2 separate regions of the Gossypium hirsutum genome follow, and region 2 is linked to region 1. The links are chromatin contacts, called in public Hi-C maps. All regions are on one chromosome and are shown on one strand. The core of a region is the stretch at or near the end of the contact, and the rest is flanking DNA. Distances in the headings are between cores, read along the strand shown.

The links. A called contact is a pair of places that touch in the nucleus more often than the background predicts.
Region 2: a Hi-C map of leaf shows a contact between it and region 1, with 2.6 times the contacts expected there. The contact joins the enhancer-like site here to the promoter of LOC107892260 in region 1. A contact is called at or near these places in 8 of 34 Hi-C or Micro-C datasets (anther, callus and leaf).

What each region holds. Positions count from the first base shown.
Region 1 is chrD09:9,143,922-9,147,703 of Gossypium_hirsutum_v2.1, reverse strand. LOC107892260 (oleosin 16.4 kDa-like) reads left to right here and starts at 1,859. Exons shown (of 1, transcript XM_016817291.1): 1 at 1,859-2,579. The coding sequence starts at 1,949. The coding sequence ends at 2,410.
Region 2 is chrD09:9,296,030-9,299,811 of Gossypium_hirsutum_v2.1, reverse strand. No RefSeq gene overlaps it. Among protein-coding and RNA genes, the nearest start is that of LOC107892259, 11 kb to the left of the region's middle. Within about 2 kb of position 1,776, at least 5 of the 9 cell types and tissues checked have an H3K27ac peak or open chromatin away from gene starts, as enhancers often do. A contact at or near this core is called in leaf, where this site is marked.

The DNA of each region.
Region 1 (3,782 bases), core at 610-3,109:
ATTAAAACTATTCATAAGTTTGATGCAGTTGCAATCAAATCTAATATTAATATATTTTATATTTAGAGGTAAAACTAAAATTTTTTAAGGGATTGAAATTAAATTGTAATTTTTATGATAATAAAAATTATAATTTTATTATTTTAATAGTTTATATTTTTATAAATTTTAAAGGATTAAATTATATTTTTATATTTTTAGAAGAGACAAAGTGTAATTTTACCTTTACTAATTTAAAATTTTAAAAATCTTAAAGGGCTTAAATAGAAAACTTTCTATTTTAAAGGGGACCGAGGCCACTGTCACCCCCTAGTTTTGCCCTTTTTTATGTTTATCTGACTCTAACTTGAAATAAGGATTTGAAATTTTGTTAATGTATGTTTATATTTGTAAATAACTAATTCAAACCTATTTTAAGTCTGCTCATATTATCTTTAAAATATATATTATTTTTAATTTAATTTTTAATATTTTAGATTATTTTTCATTAAAATTTCAAATTTAGACATCTTAACATATTTTTAATTTTTACATAATATCATATTATTATATATTTAATTTAATAAAATATAAATCTATTACAAAAAGTATAAAACAGGCCGGGCTAAATCGAGCTCAAGCCTTGAATATTGAATCCTAAGCCCGATCAATATTTAAACAAGCTTTTTTTTTCCCCAAGTTCATTTTTTAGTCTTGTACTTTTATTCAAATTGCTTCGTTTTCAACTAACTTTTGAGCTTAAGGGGATAACTTGAATTGTGAATATACCTATTAAAAACTATGATGTTAAGTTTAAAGCGTAAACTTTTCTTTTATTTTTATAAAAATAATGTAACATATTTTGTAAAAAAATTAATTAAAAATTTGAATTAATGATATATTTTTGGTTCAACCAATCCAACCACTCGAACTGGCCAAATTCAAATAACCATAGCAGTGAGTTTATTTAAGGATGACAATGGAGTGGGGTGAGAGAAAATATTGCTAAATCCACCACCACTCCATAGTTGACATACTCTACTTCACCACCCACCCCATTCCACTATGGATGCATAATTTTGAAATCCACTACCACTTCCATAGATGTTGGATACATCCAACTCCACCCCCGTCCCAATCTCACTCTACTTTGTTTCAGTTTAATTTTTGTAACTTATTTTTAGTATTTTTAATTTTTTAAAGTCAACTAAATATTTAAAAATAATTCTTCAAAAAAATAAAATATATGGATTTTTTTATATTGCATTATTACACTTTAACCTTTTTAATAGTTTATATATACAATAATGAAATGGTAATTTCTATAGTGGAGCATATTAAGGTGACAACAATTACTATAACAGCTTCATATTCACTATCCAACCGCTCTACCGGTATTCACTTTTTAAAAAAATCATTTTGTTCCTACTATATTTTAATTTTTTTTCTTTAATTCCACATCAACATATATATATATTGAAAATTAACAATTGGGGTAAGATATAAGAAATTTCAAAAAGAAATTCATGTCAAGACTAGCATAGTTTTCAATTGATTAGTGATTTAAACCGAAGTACAACATATTATTAATAATAGTAAAAAAACTCACCCAACAATTTCAAATTAAAGCATATGAAGATGAAATCTCCAAATCGAGTGTAACATACAAATTAAAATTTTAATTTGATAATCTAGGGATGAAAAAATATAATAAATATTTTTATTGAATCAAGATATATGTGATAAAATAATAATAATCTTTTCAAATTGGAAAGCGACAGTGAAACTTGGTTCTCATGCAAAACCTCAGCTCACCAAGTCATCCCCTACGTGTCTCCATATGACACCCGTCTCCCCCTTTATAAAAATCCCGCATCCTCCCCAATACCTTCCCCACCTTTCTCCATCTTTATTTTTCACTTTCCACACACTTAACTTAATTAAGCAAGCTCGTAAGCTGTTTTCATCAATGGCCGACCGTGACCGCTCTTACCGATTTGACCAGGTTGTTCGTGGTGATAGAACGAACTATCAAAGCGGACCATCAACAACCCAAGTTCTAACCGTCCTCACCCTCCTTCCCATCGGCGGCACTCTCCTTGCATTAGCCGGGCTAACCCTCACCGGCACCGTCATCGGCCTATGCGTGGCAACGCCACTCTTCGTCATCTTCAGCCCGGTTCTGCTCCCAGCTGCCATCGCGGTTTTCATGGCTGTGGCCGGTTTCTTGTCGTCCGGGGCTTTTGGGTTGACGGGACTGTCCTCGCTCTCCTACGTATTTAACCGCTTCAGACAGGCGACTGGCACCGAGCAGCTCGACGCGGACCGGGCCAAGAGGGGCATGCAAGATATGGTGGGGTATGTGGGACAAAAGACTAAGGAAGCTGGGCAGACTATCGAAAACAAGGCTCATGAGGGTGGTAGGACATGAATATGAACCATGGAAGGTTGCTTTGCTTGCTTGTAAAATGTACTTTAAGTGTGTTTCATTTTCGAGAAGTCTTTCGTCTTTGCGATTTTCGTGCATGTTGATTTTATCTTCTTCTTTTTCTCTAGTTGTGAAATAATGGGTAATATACTAATATATTAGATTTGTGGTATATGTGTTTTTTTTTTATGTTTATATGCGTTGTTTTTAAACCTTATATGCACTGGTAGAGGTGTTCAACCAAATTCTGCCACCGGAAAAAAATTATCCCATGCCCTTTTGGACGAGTTTTTCGGTGTCTTCTTTTTTAGGTTGCAAGACTGAAATGGTTGGGCTTTCGGGTGGGCCAATAATTAAAAAAACAAAAAATAAATAAAATTGACCGTTAAAGACATAAATATTTGCTTTAGTAATTACTAGAAATCGCGTGTTTATTTTCTTGATCTGGTTTGTTAAGAATAACATAAAATAAATGATCTTGAAATTAATTAATCATGCTCTATTAACAGCTAGGGGGCCGGCAGATAAGGTAAAATTATATTTTGGTCCCTTATAATTAAAAAGCTGAAATTGTATTTTTACGTGTTTAGTTTCGCCCCGTCTATAAACAATCACTATTGAATATGACAAAATCAGCACGTAAACTAATTAATCATTATTAATATTAAATGTATTTATTATTGTTGATGATGATATTGTAAGAAAATATTTTATGTTAATTTTAGTTTTTTATTTAAAAATTATATGGACAGATATAAAAAATTATAACTACTTATTTAATAAAAAAAATATGTTAATTATTTTCTGGTATCTTTTTTATGATTAATTATTTTAACAATAATTATCATTTATTCGTTATATTTATATTAAAGAAATCATTAAAAAATAAATAATAATTTAAAAATAGAAGTGAAGGGTGGTATTTTTTTTTTCTGCGTGAAAACGGAAGTAAGGGTTTTTTACTTAAATAATTTTAAATAAAAATTAAATATTGAAATAAGTTGTTAGTTAGATTATATACGAAAAAGATATGTTATTTTAGGTCATGATATGTGTAACTACCTTTTTTTCATATTAAAATTAATTTTTTGTTTTTTTAATTATTATTTTATTAGTAGTGCCTTTCTCATAGGCGCCTATCCGATAGGCGTGACTGGTGGAGCCTATCTGACAAGAGTGACTGGTGCTTAATTTTTTCTCTATATATACTCTCCCGAAATTAAATAAGTAGAAGAGACAAAATTTAGCATAACAAAAGTAAGAAGATAGGGAGAAGAAAGAAAGAAAGGAAAACAAAAAGAAGGATAATGTATTTTAGTTTATTTTTTTTTAAATAGAATATAGAGTTTTGTTAGTAATTTTATTATTTGAAAGT
Region 2 (3,782 bases), core at 527-3,026, 150 kb before region 1:
AAGGGTGAGACCTCGACGTGGAATCATGATTTCAACCTGATCAAGAATCTAGGTCCGCCAATAAATGGCTCAAAGCGCCTAAGTCATGGGTCTTGACAACTAGGTTCATGAAATCTCCAATGAAACCCAGGGAGTTCATTTCCGAACCAGAAAATTTAGTTCCATAGAAAATTTTTAAGGGAATTTCATATGCTTATACGTACAGATGTCATTACGTTCTTTCGAACTTATAAGAATTTATGCTTGAATGCAGGTTAGCTAATTACCCTGACAAATCAATAGGGGCCAAGCCAAACTCAAACAAGTTAAGTGGTGCACAGTAGTTGTCCATTTATATAGAGGGGCACCCGTAGAGGCCCCGCCTCAGGGTATAAGTTGATTGTATAAGTATTCGTTCTTTCATAGAGAAATTGTATACACTTGTTGGACATAAAGCTCTTAGGAGTCTATCACTAGGTATATACAAGTTATATTAGCAATTAGAATTATAAAACCTACGTCGTTAATTATGTGATTAAATCGAAAATTGAAATTTTATTAAGTCGTGTGAGTTAGTGTAGCATTTGGTACTCAGACCCGAAAATCTGGTCAGATAGCGGGTGTTACAAGTTATTTCACGGAAAACAGGAAATGAGGACAACATTGCACTTTGTAAGAGGTTGGTAAATTGTTAAATCATTTAGAGGCATTGAAGAAGGTTTTGTAGTGACAATTGTGCTTTAGCACTTGGCCTAAGTCTAAAGGCACATCTATGTCATTAATTTTTGATCGAGTTTAATTTTATATAGGTTATTGGTTATTAATAGTCATTAACTAAAAATATCCTTATCCACTACATTAGTGAATTGAGTTATTGTTTTGTTTATTGCATTTTCATTCAATTTACCATTTATTGGTTTCTACTTGACTTTTACTTTATTGTCTTTATACTAGTAACTTATTTAATTAGTGAATCAAGAGAGTAGTTGAAGTCATTCGTACCATTTTTCTATACGTTCAATCCCCGAAATATTTCTTAATGGATTTATTTGGTTGTAATTATTATTTGAATGTGATGTTATACTCTTGTAGTTAAAAGTAAATAATGAACATCATTTTGTGGCCCAATTAAATATTTATTTTTGGACTAATATTTTTATATGTAGACACCTTATTTTGTCTAGACAATCAATTTCGATTTTATTAGGTTTTGATTTTATTGAATTAGGGGTTATTTGTACTTTATTAAAGTTGAGATCGACCTTCTAATAATTTTGGAATCGAATTAAATTTTATTTGATTTTGAGTTAAGATTAGAGGTTGAACATTAAGATATGTGCTAAACTTAATTGTTTTTTCTCAATTAATAAAGTAAATTGGACTTTTGATAATTAAAATTTGGCCATTCATGATTGGTTTTAAGTTGGAATTTATTTTTAAAATTGATTTTTAAATAATTTTTTAAATGGATATACATATCGGAAATTGATTGTAAGAAATAAAAATGAAATTAAATTCCCGAATTTTGAACACAAAGTTTTAAATCTTAAATCAGATTTCAATTTAATAACAGTGTGCTTCTAGTTTGGTTAGATTTCATTTTACGAGGCACCTTAAAATCCCATTATGTTATGATAGGATCATTTTGAGACCACTCCTTACTAAGGCTCGATTTTGACTCAAGCCCAAATAACTTATTGTCCATTTCATTTTTAGCCCAATATTTTTTAAAAATTAGTTATTTGGGCCCATTAGAAGCCCGTTTATTTTACCAATCCATTTTAATTTTAGTCTTGGTCCTAAGGCCCATTTGTCATCAAAGCTTACTATTAGGGTTTCTAGACCCTAGCCCCTCCATGCACCGCACAAAGAAGGAAAAAAAAAGAGATCTTTTACAAATCAAATTTGGTAATACAAACAGGCAGTACAATGGGTAAATTAGCAAAATGACAAACAATTTTTTACAACACAAATTTGAAGCAAAACAGATCAAATAATGTTAACATAAGACTAAAAAAGAAAAAGAAAAACCTTTTTTTATCCTTTTTCATTTCATTTCCTTTTTATTCTTTTATTCTCGTCAAATCTAAAGATCAGATCTGAGAAATATTTTCAAAAACATTTTTCAAAACAAAAAAAGAAGCTTTTTTGTACCGGCCACCGTGCTCGCCACCAGAGACCGCACAAAGAAAAACAAAGGGAAATTTCCAGATGAGCCCCTCCGTGTTTCAGAGTTTGCAACAGGGGTCGTTGCATGGTGAATTTGCAACATCAGTATTACAAGTATTATTATATTTAGATTTTAAGTTTGATTGGATTTTTTTAAATTAGATATGTTATTTTTTATAATTATTTATTTAGATTTAAATATGACTTTTGCTTCTTAAGGTTGATACGAGGTTTAGGTTTTAATTCTGATTAGATTATTTAAATTAGGTTAGATTTCCAAGTAGTTTTAAAATAGATTTTAAATTAAGTTAGAATTAGATTTTTAATATTAGGTTGGAGTCCGATTTAGAGCTTTCGATCAGGTAATCTTAATTATCTAACTTTGTAGGGCCATCTATGACAAACATTGTGGTGAACTATTTTTCCTTGTTCAATCTTTTACAATTTCATGCAAGTGTTAATATTAAATGAAATCTATTTAGAGTTATTTTGAGCTAGTGAAGAGATTGAAAGGACATATATAATATGAGATAAAATGATATGTAATTAAGTAAATTAATTGTTGGGGATCGACCCGATTAAGCAACGAACAAGTAAAAATAGCAGAATAAATTGAGGAATTGAACACACAAATTTAACGTGAAAAAACCCCTCCAAAGAGAATAAAAAACTATGGGCAAAGATAATTTTACTATAGTGACAAAAGAACAAAGAGTACAAAAGATGAAGATAAAAAAAAACTAAACTCCGAAACCTAAAAACAAAGAACCTAACAAAACGTAAACACACAAATCTTCAAAAGTGTTATGAGTTTTAATATTTAATGAGTATTTTTTCTAAGGTTGTAAAAGAACCTATTTATAGGCTAAATTCGTAGGTCAAATAAATTATGTTAATAAATGTTAAATATATTATACTAATAAATACTAAATATTCTAGAAAGAACATATATTTTGTTTAACTTGATTTGCAAGCAATCTCTTATTTTATTTAACATGAATTTAGGTCACACAACTCTAATAATAAGTTTTGACTTTTCATCTATTAATTACATCATTATTAGTCATGGAGTCAGACCATTGCAAGTATTATGGCTAAACTCTCACTTATTTATTATTATGAAAGGTAACAAATAAAGCTTTATCCAATGACTTGTCATGTGTATGTTACCCTTACAAGGCGCTTGTGATCCCTTAAGGTTTTAGTCAATCAACAAGTTTGATCAAATTTTTTCTTAAAGCTTCATTATATTTACCATGATGTAAATTATTAATAATTCATTGAATGATTTAAGTCACCATGAAATACCCCTAATCAAGTTCCATTTACATAAACTACATAATGGCTTTAAGGGGATGCCATTGACTCTATATTCAAGCTATAATTCCACTATCTGTAAGTGAAGCTATATCATGAACAAGTTGTATCCTCATAACCTCATGAACTTAATTATCTACAAGTAAATTAATTACATCTATGCCCCTTTCGCTTTTTCATGTGTACGTTACTCTAATGATCTACAAATATATTTAGATTACTTACTAACAAAATTTGTCTTCTACATGCAAAACAATATTTGTGATGCAATTTCTTATAAGCTTAACATATGTATTCAATGAACCATATTTTCTTAT